Regions from separate parts of the Sus scrofa genome. Here region 2 is linked to region 1. A link is a contact called in public HiChIP or PLAC-seq data. All regions are on one chromosome and are shown on one strand. Each heading gives the region's core, a stretch centred on a gene start, on an enhancer-like site or on the middle of the called end of the contact. The rest is flanking DNA. Distances are from core to core; before and after follow the strand shown. Region 1 overlaps TCF4 (transcription factor 4). Region 2 overlaps LOC110256984 (a long non-coding RNA gene).

Region 1 (5,614 bases), core at 1,355-3,854:
TATCCAAAGTAAATTCAACATTCCCAAAATTTTATAAAACAAGTACATACTCTTTATACATCCTGTGCACGTGCGTGTGTGTGCACGCACGCACACACACACACACACACACACACTCCACAAAGACTTGGCTGTTGGTAAACAAAGCTTCTAGTGTATCTTCCAACCAATGCCTTCACATTGCAAATACCATCAAAAATACACTTTCTAAAATAAAATCTTTTACTTTAAAATAGCTAAGGGTCTCCTAGCTCCTAAATTATTTTTTGCTAGTCTATGAAATGGACTATGACTATTTTGCATCAAAATATTCTTATTATAAGGATAACCCTCTTGAGAATATAGGGAAATGAACATGAAAAATCACATAAAGTTTGTTAAAATAAAAACTCCCATATCAAACAAATTTAATTCCTTCCTACATCTCTTCCACGCATCCTTCTTTCTCTTTGCCCCTTCCTTCATTCTTCCATCCTTCTTCTACCTCTTCCTCCCTTCACACTCCTTCCCTTAAGGAAGAGGTATTATCTGAGGGAAAAGCATTGCATTGGGAACAGGAAAATTTGACTTCTAAATTTAGTTTTGTCAATAGCTAGGTAGACTCTGTTTCCTTATCCTAATTGGAATCAATGATCCCTAGGCTAAGGAATAATTACTATTAATAACATTAGTAGTAGTAATAAAAGTAGTAATAGTAGTTTATTCTGTGCCAAACATTTTGCGGTACAGTGGGGTGATTAACGGCCTGGATTTGAATCCCAAATCCATTTCTAATGAATTAATGACCTTGGCAAGTTGCTGAATATCTTGGGGCCTCCATTTCCTTATCTCCCCCCAAAAAAACTAAAATAACATCTACGTCAAGTGGATGTTCTGAGGAACAAATACCTTAAATGTTAAGGGCACTCAGAATATGTATTTATTCTTTATCATGTCTCCACCATAAGTTTTATGCAGAAAGGCAATATCTTTTGTTCACCACTATATTCACATAGGCCCAAAATGTGTCTGCCACATGGTATACAGGTGGTAAATAAACTGCTCTTCAGTGAATGAATGGATGGGTGGATGGAGAGATGAAGAGACAAAGCAGCCTGCCTTGTTAGGGTAGAAACCATGATTCTGAGACTGAACTGTTAAATACTTACTAGGTGAAATTTATATGGTACTTTGCATGACCTCTGTTTTCAGGAAACTGATAATTCATTATGAGAATGAGGCTAAGTATAAACAATGATCATTATAAACCATAAAGAAAAAAAATCACATTAGAAATATAAAAGATGGCTACTCAGTCAGGTCAGGGGAAAAATAACTCAGTTCTACAGGAATGGGGGAGTAGAGTCTTCCGATGCCATGATTCCTCCAAGAAAACTCTCAGCAACAATCAACCATGGCCATTAAGTAATTAAAGCCAACAGACAATGTTCAGTTCTCATCTTCTTTGGCAATCTTCTGTCTTTCCAGACACTCGCACCCCCTCCTTCTTAAAAATATGAGTGAGATTATGTGTAACTGGATCACCATGCTGTACAATAGAAAAAAATAATAATGCATTGGAGAAATAAAAAAAATAAAAATAAAAATAAAAACATGAGTGACATGGCTTCCATGACAACACATTTCCTTTGGCTCCTACTTCTGGAGGTTCTTTCATTCTCAAGCTAAAGACTTGAAATGTTGACAATTCTTCAATTGTGAGGCCCTAGGTTTCCTTGTTACCTGAGACACCATATGCAGCCTTACATCATCAACTTGCGTCTATACGTTGAAGACTCCTTCAGTGGAAAACCTTTTGCTCAGACTTCTCTCATCTTTACACCCATAACCCCAACTGCCTACTAGGTATCTTCACTTGAATGGCATAAAAGTACCTCAAACTTAACACCAAACTTATGATCTTTCTTTCTTTTTTCTTTTTTTTAAAAACACCTAGACATTTACTAATGTTCCCTGGAGTTTTACAGAAATTGAAAAAGAAATGAAATTACATTTATTAAGAATCTCCTATTTCTAGGCCCTGTGCTAGATGCATATATCTCATTTAATCTTCATTACAATGCTCTGAGAAGATCTCATCATCGTCATTTTTAAGATGAGAACAGTAAGGCTCAGAGAAATTGCCTCCATTTCATCACAGACCATGGATTTCAAGCTACAAGGCTCGAAATTAAGAGGATGAATAATGTTTGGTGTCAAGAAACAATCTTGTTCCCTTGGCTTGAGCTTTATAACCTAGAAGATATTGTTACACCATGCGCCTCCTGATTCATACTGGAGAGTGATTTTGGTAAATCAATGAGAGCCCCATCGAGGGAAAGAAGGGGAAGTAGAGAGCAACATCTTAATCATCTAAAAACAGACAATCAAAAAGTAGAAAACTTACAGAAAAGAAATATTCATGGAGAAAAGTTACAAGTTAATTTAAAAAGAACTGTAAAAAATAAGGATATTAAACATATTCCATCAATGAAGGGGAATTTTAAAATCTGAAAATATATTCATAGCCAAAAAAAGGAAACAAGGACCACAAAAGGCCCACAGAAAGCACATAATGAAATGAATCTTGGTAGGGCTGCCCCAAATGAAACAAACCTCCTCGCACGGGGGGTTGAAGCTCTCTGACTCAAGCCCTGGCCACACACAATGTCAGCACCACCCATCTCACGCAGTCTTCCCCATTTCTTCCTTTGAAAGTCCCTGCAGAAGTTTCAAATCATTTTTGTAGAACATAAATGACTATACTTCAGATGCTGAGTTAGGACAAAACAGGGACCCTGTTTTAGTAATAGGTGACATGCTAGACCCTCACAGTTCTCTCATTTAAGAGGAGACTGCCATCTCTTCCATGATGATTCTTGAAAATCTCACTTATCTGACTGGTCAGCAGTAAATCTTCCTCAATCCTGATGACTCAGCCTCCACTCTCCAAATCTGCAGCTTCCCTTGTTTCTTTTCTCTCTTTTTTTTTTCTTTTCTTTCTTTCTTTTTTTTTTTTTTTTTAGGGCTATACCTGCAGCATATGGAAGTGCCCAGGCTAGGGGTAGAATCCCAGATGCGTCTTCAACTTATGCCACAGCTCACGGCAATGTCAGATCCTTAACCCACTGAGCGAGGCCAGGGATCGAACCTGCATCCTCATGGGTACCAGTCGGGTTCATAAACCACTGAGCCACAGTGGGAACTCTGTCCTCTGTTTCCTGACATGACTAACTGCAGTCTATTAAAGCTTGGATGGTTCAGCTGTTCACAGGCAGGTAACAGCTACCTGTCTCCTTGAAGCTGAAGATTCTGGCGATTGGAATTTCTCTCTCTACACATGGCTGGCTGGGGGGTTCCCAGACAGGGGAAATTAGACATGCTGACCTTGAATGTTACAAGCTATATTATTCACATCATATTAATATTAGACCACTCTTCTCCGCACATCCATTTTAGACATTTGACCTCTCCAGCTGTTAAGGAAAACTATTTTCCTGGCAGAGAGTAAAGTGGATCTCAACCCTATCTCTAGGAATCTCAGACAGATCCTGTTGCATTTCTGGCTCATTCAAATAAATAATGCCCAAATGATGGGTAGTTTGGCAGGGAAAGTACTGGAAAAGAGAGAGAGAGTTCGGGGTGTTTGACATGGTGGATGCTGAAGGAGGTGGGTTTCAAAAGGCAAAAAGAACGGGCTAGAGGAAAAAACAAGGAGTTTGAAGCTGTGCTACCTTAGATGGCAAACTACCTTTGAGACTAGGTAGTTTCAGGAAAGCTCTTCGAGTACACTTGATGGAGGTGCTGATTGGTAAACCTGTAGTGTGTCCGTCCCAATTTGAATGTGATCCCAAGAGACCTGACGTATGTGGTCTATGAACCACACTTTGACGATCACTGCCAGAGGACAGACTATCCATTGGTACATTTCTAAGCACAGGGAAAGGGAATCAGGAAAGAGAAAAGGTGAATGAAGAAACAATAGGAAAGATTCCAGAATGAGCAAGTTAAAATAAGCTGAAAATTCTGAGGATTATCAAAAGAATGAAGAAGAGCTGTTTTTGTTTTTCATTTTTCTGTTTTTCGTTTTCTAAGATGTGAGAGAAGAAGCAGCCAGTTAAAGCAGTAGGTATTCTAAGATCAACTACCTTAAATCAAACAACTCGTTTCTAAGTCTGACATGACATCTCTCTGAAAATTTTAAGGCTCTATCACTATGCCCCCAACACCTCCCCACTGAGAAGGTTTGTTCCTCTGATTCTGCTGGGATTCTGGTTCTCTAAATTGTTCCTAAGTGCTTTCATACTCTTTTTGCTTAAATTGTCAAAGATGGTAAAACTTCTTGGGTGTAAACGCTGACCTGAATTCCACAGGGGAGTCTAATTCCAGGTCAGCAATGCAGCTGTCAAATCCACGTCCTTACCAGATGCAGGCATTGCTATTCGTAAAGCAACAGGTCCTACTTCATCAGGCTCACTCTTCCCTTATTAAAAAATAGTGACGATGATATTTTCCTTTATTTTTTTGCAAACCTTAATCATTCTTTTTTTTTTTTTTTGTCTTTTTGCTATTTCTTGGGCTACTCCCATGGCATACGGAGGTTCCCAGGCTAGGGGTCGAATTGGAGCTGTAGCCGCCAGCCTATGCCAGAGCCACAGCAACACGGGATCTGAGCCGTGTCTGCAACCTACACCACAGCTCACGGCATCGCCGGATCATTAACCCACTGAGCAAGGGCAGGGACTGAACCAGCAACCTCATGGTTCCTAGTCGGATTCGTTAACCACTGCGCCGCGACGGGAACTCCCGCAAACCTTAATCATTCTTCTTGTAAGATTATTTTATTGTGATTTAACATCATGCTGACAATTTTTGTTTAAGTATGGCAGTCATTAGTGTGGTCCTTTAACCCTGGCTTTCGTATATCTGACATTTACTCAGAATACTTTTGATCTATCCCATCTATCTACTCTGTCTAGGGAAGTAGTTGGATCTGCTGGTTAGAATACATGCTTCACACTCTGGCAGAACTGTGTGCAAATCCCAATCACATCATTAAGGAACCAGGAGTATGCTCTCTGTCTGGGTAATTTTAACCTCACTGTCTTTCACCTTCCCATCTCTAAAATGAGGGCAATAAATACTTTTCGCAAAGGGATGCTGTACGATAAAGTCCGTAAACAACAACAGTGTTGAGCGCAGAGTAAGAACAAGATAAAGAGTGGCTATAGTTACCCCACTAGGATACTGATGAACATTTATGAACATTAGCAAATAAGCATGGCTGACATTGTTGGACAAAGGTCATGGTCGTTCTTTAGAACTTAGTGCCAATAGGGCACTGATTTAATTTGCTCTTACGGGGTCAAGGAAGCTGTATATTTGTATCACAGGTACCAAGACTGGACCAGAATCTGGACAGTTCTGAAAACACATGCCTTTGGTGACATGACAAAGAACATAGAATCATGAGATTAAATGTTTCTCCAAATATATCCAATTGTGCGTGCTTGCTGATGATGGCAACGTCTCTGCAAAAAGCACCTCACATTTTCAACTGTACACATTTGTGTTATGCTAAGAGGAAAAATATCACCTGGGTGGTTCTGAAGGCGTTTTTGCTTGTACTATTACA
Region 2 (5,614 bases), core at 2,280-4,779, 170 kb after region 1:
GTTGCATGTGCACGGCACATACAAACAACACACACACACACACACACACACACACACACACACACACAGGTCCAGAGTTCTGAACCAATATAAAACAGTCGCACCTACTTTGCAGCTGCTAGAGTTCCAAAGGCACTGTAGGGTCAAATCATTACTAAGGGTCAAAATATCTTTATCCACCTATCTGTCTATCTATCACCTATCTATCTATCTATCTGTCTATCTATCTATCTATCTATCTATCTATCATCTTTCCATCAATCTATGTATTCATCTATCTCTGATGAATATATCTACACTTATTTACATTCATATCTCCTTCTATTTTGATAAATCCAATATGTACCCCTTCCCCAGACTGTCTTAATAATCTGGTACTTGCTCAGTCCAAGAGATCCATTTTGCTTCCAAAGTGTGGAGGAGAGGAAACTGACAAGACTAATCCATTCCTGCTAGGGTTTCTGTGACGGCCCCAGTGTTCCTATTGATAGCCGTTCCTGTGCAGGGGGATGGTGTCACCCAGAGCCACAGCGATGTTCTTGCTAGTAGGATCCCTGCAGCAACACAGTCTTGCCCTACACGTGGGATTCAATATTATCCACTCTTGTCCACACTCACATGTGCAATTTCTGAGCCAAAGATGTGGGTTCAAATGGACTTCTGCCCTCAGCTATGCCTAGACCAGAAGTGGCCATCCCCATGCATTGCTAGACCAGGGTACCTAGGCTTTGCCACACAATCAGGCTCCTTTTCCCTCAGGACCACTGGACTATGTTCATGCTGACAGACTTCCAACATGATCATGCTATTACAGCAGTCAGAGAAGGTCTAACCATGTTATTCTGAGAAAGGAAGAAGCCAGTCCTCCCAGGCAGCTCACTCATTCGCTTTCAGCTTGCCCACCTCCTCCCAAGAGACCAGCTGTGCTTACCTAGTGCTCTTGGGAGAGCCAATCTTTAATGGAACTTAAAAGGTTCTTCTACACCCTTCCCCTGGGCCAATCTGGTCTCTTGGCCTTACATTCTATTACTGAGAAAAGCAAAAGAAAATATGCTTCCAAGTGGCCTCTGAGTCCACCTACTCCTAAAGCAAGAAGTATCTTTTATTGAAAAAAAGGGTCAAGTTCTTCTTCACTCCACCACCTACAACTCACCTATCTAGTCATCAGGGTTTTAGAAAACATAAATGGGACAGTGCTATAATTATTGCGCTGTGCATTTCTTTTCTTCTTTCACTGAATAGTATTTCATGCCATGTTTTCACATCACTATACATAGGTTTGCTTTATTTGCAGTAACACCTGCATAATGTAGAAAACATAAAGCATTCACACGCATTATGTGCCAGGCATATTTTAAATACATTTAGTTCTTAAGACCACCCTATGAGGTAGGCAGAAGTACACACCCATTTTACAGTTGAGTAAACTGGGGTACTGAGAAATTAAGTAACTCGCTCATGGTCATAAAGTGAGTAGGTAACCAGCTGAGCTGGGTTAGAACCCAGGGTGCCTGGTTCTGGAATTCGTGACTTAACTCCACTGTTCCTGGCTCGGCTTGGCCTGTATTACAGTTTTTTAAGCTATTCCTTTACAAATCCCGTTCCAGTTTTTAATCTTTGTTGGCATCCCCTGCTGACTAGCACATTCTTGGATGTCTCTCCTGCCTCACAGTGATGTGTATTTAGGGAATTAAAAATAACTGCTATCATAGCTTACCTCAAAATTAACGTAATTATTAGATAGATGACTCTCCTTTAAAAAAATGTTTTGTAGTCCAAATCTCAATAAAAATGACTTTTGGGTTATCAGCAGCTTTGGCAAATTCACATTACATCCACGGGCCATTACCATCGATAATTAGGAACTCACACGTGCTAATCAATCATTTATTCCTCCCTCCCATCTTTTCTAGATGTGGTCTATCTCAGTGTTAGAATTGGGAAAACATGGTGAAATTTTATCACCCATTGTAGTCCAAAAAATTGTAACTGCAGATATAATGAGTTGGATAAAGTTGGAAAGTGTGTGTTGGAGGTGGGTGGGAATTATGCTGGAAGCTTTTCCATTGTTACTGGCAACAATTTTATACTATATGGTAACATTTCCTTGTCTACTCAAGGTATATTTTCCACCCCTTCCCAAGAGTTCAGCAATAAGAGAAGAAAACGAACATAATATAAAATATAATAGGCAATGCTTCCCCATTCAATTCAAGATGAAAACACTCTGCTTTAGGGATAACAGAAAAAAGACTGGGTTAAGGATAATAAGCCTGGGTTCAGATCTTATTAACAGTGTGATCCTAGACCAGTTTCTCTTAGCCTTGGAACTACTGACATTCTGGACTGGATAATTCTTCCACGTGAAAGGCTGTCCTGTGCATTGTAGGATGTTTAGCAGCATCTCTCCTCTCTACTCACAAATGCCGGTAGCGTCCCCAACCAAAAATGTCTCCAGATACTGCCAAATATTCCCTGGGGAGCAAAATCACCGCCCTAGAGAACTACTGTTTTAGACAAAGCTCTGAACCTGGAACCAGTGTCTTCATCTATAAAAATGAGGATCATTTTATTTGCTTTGTGGAGCTGTGTAAAGAGCTAACGTGTTCACGCAAACTTTGTAAATTATGAATGGTTACTTAAACATTCAGTTAGGTTTTTGAGAGTTCTGTATAATATCTGAAATACATTATTAATGTATCATCAATCTTGGAATTTATTTCAATGCATATTTCTAAGAGGGACTATTAAAATAGTTACAGCAGACGGGACAGGAAAGCACTAACTATTCACTATTGTCAGTAAACTCCTAGTTAAGATTATTCCATTTCATAACCACAGGCTGCACTCCTACTGCTGGTTATCCCGCTTTTTTAAAAAAAGGCCTGCTGTCAGTTTTAAGGAAAATAGGTACCGAGAGTGTGGAGCAGGTCCTCACCATCCCTATGACCAGAAAAACACCACAAAAAGTATATCTTATTGTCAGGAAGCCAAGGGTTTATCTCCCCCTTATAAAGCACAGCAGAGGAAATAATTCCTCCTGAGAAAGCACTTCTGACTTCTGGGCTTTTCAGCTGGATGGTCTTCTAACTGCATATCACTGAGAAGTTCAAATTGTGGCAACTGAGGGTCATGTCATCAATGTCATGTCCTTGGAGCTCCCTAGTATGGGATGTCACGTCATTAGGAACCCAAGGCTTCCAAAGGGCAGACTCCTTGCCATATTCTTCCTGTGTCCACTGACGCCACACAAAAGACACAGGTCCTTGAACAGGACAGGGACTCGACGAACCTTTGTTCTATCACTGAATAACTGTTATCTTGCTATATCTTAATAATTTAAAAAAGGCCAACTAGATATAAAGATTCTGCACATAAATACCGAGGGAAAGTTTTAATCTGCCACCTCATCAATTTATTTCCAGCAGATCCTTCCCTTTTTCTGCCACACCCCTAACTCCACCCCAGAATTCTTGGAGAAATAAACCCTTCTATGTGTCAAGGTCATACACTGGGGAGCCTTTGGTGGGGGCGGGGGCCAGTTTCCTTCCTTTCCTCGTCTTCCTCTTTTTTCTTCCTCTGGTGTGGGTAAGATGGACCTTACTGGGCTTTCTGTTGGTAGGCTAACGAAGGGTTAAGAAAGGAGTGCTGGAAGCCTGCTTGGCGCTGGCTCTAGTCCAGGCTGTAAGAGCAGGACAAAGAGTGTCTTTGCTTTCTGAGCATTGCCCACCCTGTCTCAGCAGGATACAAGTATACAAGAATTTGGGAAGGGGGGGCAGAATGGCAGGGGATGATCTCACTGAGGAAGAGGTTAAGGGAACCCCAGCATCTCCAGTAGCCAACAGATGAAAAACCAACTTCTACGAAGGACCAACAGTGACCTCAGTTGTAGGGACCCCCACCTTGTCCTCTTGAAAAGTAGAGTGGGATTAGAAGTGGGTGAGGGGTCCTTATAATGGTTACCATTTAGGGGCAGCTAATGTGGGCTAGGATTCTCTCAGAGAAGCCAGAAGAATGCGAAGAAGCAAAAATGATGATGGCTGGAAAAATTACAAAAGGCAGGCCGTGAAGTAGGTACACTGACACAGGTTTGAGGACACATCTTGGGAAAAAAAATGGATATTCGAGCCCCTCTCCCTTCTTAGTTATTGGAAACTTTAAGCTACACAGATCTGAGATGGCTTTGTAAAATATTCACTCCAAACAACAGGTAATATCTATAATTTAAGCAGGGTAAATATTTTCTAAGTGAAAAAAAAAATCTGGACTAGAAATAAACCAATAATCCAGACCTGATCCTGATTAAAATCATATTTATTCAACGATGCTTGCTCTTCTGGTGGAGGGATGACAATCGAAATACTAGGTAATATTTATCTACTAACAATTAGGTTAAATTAATTCATAATGCTCACTCAATAACATTGTTTGCATATATTCCTATTGCTAGGAAAGTGCTACCTAATTCATTCTTCACACATCAAAATCCAGTAAATTGATATAATTATATTATCCTCCCTAGAAATGCTGATGGGGTCTGTCTGCATATCTCAGAGGAGAGGGGAATGGAACAGTGGGAGACCCTATGCACCAGATGTTCAGCAATATCTATAGCACTCTAGGTACAATGGGCAGAGGTGAGTATATTTATGCCAAATCTTCTTATTGTTTGGGGAATGCAATGAATTTTAAGTTCATATTTTATTCATTTTCCAAGTATTTTGTTTTCTCACTTGCTTTTCTTACAAGAAAAAAATTCATAGGCACACCAGAATTTATTCCCATGTTCCAGGGAAACCTGTAAACCAATGGCAATATTGCTGACTATCCGGTCGTGTGTGACAAAAATGTCTGATAAAAAAAATGTGTTGAGGTCAGTAGGTCAAATTATCAATTGCACCTTGAAGCAGAATTTTACAATAAAATTCCCAACAAATTCTAAGGAAAATGTGTGTAAGATCTAGTGGGGGATTTTCCCATGTTCCAAGGCCAGGGGATTCAAAAAAACAATTGTTTCTGCTGTGAACCCTGCCTAAGGCTGCCTTTCTCTAGCGATTCTTTTTGGGGTTTTTTTGTCTTTTTAGGGCCACACCCGGGGCATATGGAGGTTCCCAGGCTAGGCGTCTAATAGGAGCGGTGGCCAACGGCCTACACCACAGCCACAGCAATGCAGGAACCAAGCCGCGTCTGAGACCTACACCATAGCTCACGGGAACACCGAATCCTTAACCCACTGAGGGAGGTCAGGGATCGAACTCGCAACCTCATGGTTCCCAGTCAGGTTCATTTCAGCTGAGCCACGATGGGAACTCCTCCTTAGCAAATTTAATCCGCAAGGAATCAACAGGACAAATGCAGGAGATATTATTTCTCCAGAGACTAAAACAATTTTGGAATTAGATGCTCTGAGTCCCAATCCGAGGCCTGTCAAGGAATTTTACATGCCACTCTTCACAAGTCCCATTTTCTAGTTCTTAAAAATTGGGAGGGATCATCTCACAAGTTCAGGCCCAAACTGATCATGAAAATGTTGTTGCTGATACACAATGCCACCATCCTATCAATAAGATTATCGTAAGGATTTAAAAGCCGCTAATTCCATTTAAAGAAGGAA

What was found. HiChIP or PLAC-seq counts read pairs in DNA pulled down with a chosen protein or histone mark.
Region 2: an H3K27ac HiChIP or PLAC-seq map of alveolar macrophages shows a contact between it and region 1. The contact joins two enhancer-like sites. A contact is called at or near these places in 1 of 47 Hi-C or Micro-C datasets (alveolar macrophages) and 2 of 2 datasets of contacts at active chromatin or transcription factors (alveolar macrophages and skeletal muscle).

What each region holds. Positions count from the first base shown.
Region 1 is chr1:104,919,842-104,925,455 of Sscrofa11.1, forward strand. The region is part of intron 5 of TCF4 (transcription factor 4); the gene reads right to left. Among named protein-coding and RNA genes, the nearest start is that of TCF4, 160 kb to the right of the region's middle. Within about 2 kb of position 2,605, at least 4 of the 83 cell types and tissues checked have an H3K27ac peak or open chromatin away from gene starts, as enhancers often do. A contact at or near this core is called in alveolar macrophages, where this site is marked.
Region 2 is chr1:105,091,657-105,097,270 of Sscrofa11.1, forward strand. All of the region lies in intron 2 of LOC110256984 (a long non-coding RNA gene), which reads right to left. Among named protein-coding and RNA genes, the nearest start is that of TCF4, 15 kb to the left of the region's middle. Within about 2 kb of position 3,530, at least 1 of the 83 cell types and tissues checked has an H3K27ac peak or open chromatin away from gene starts, as enhancers often do. A contact at or near this core is called in alveolar macrophages, where this site is marked.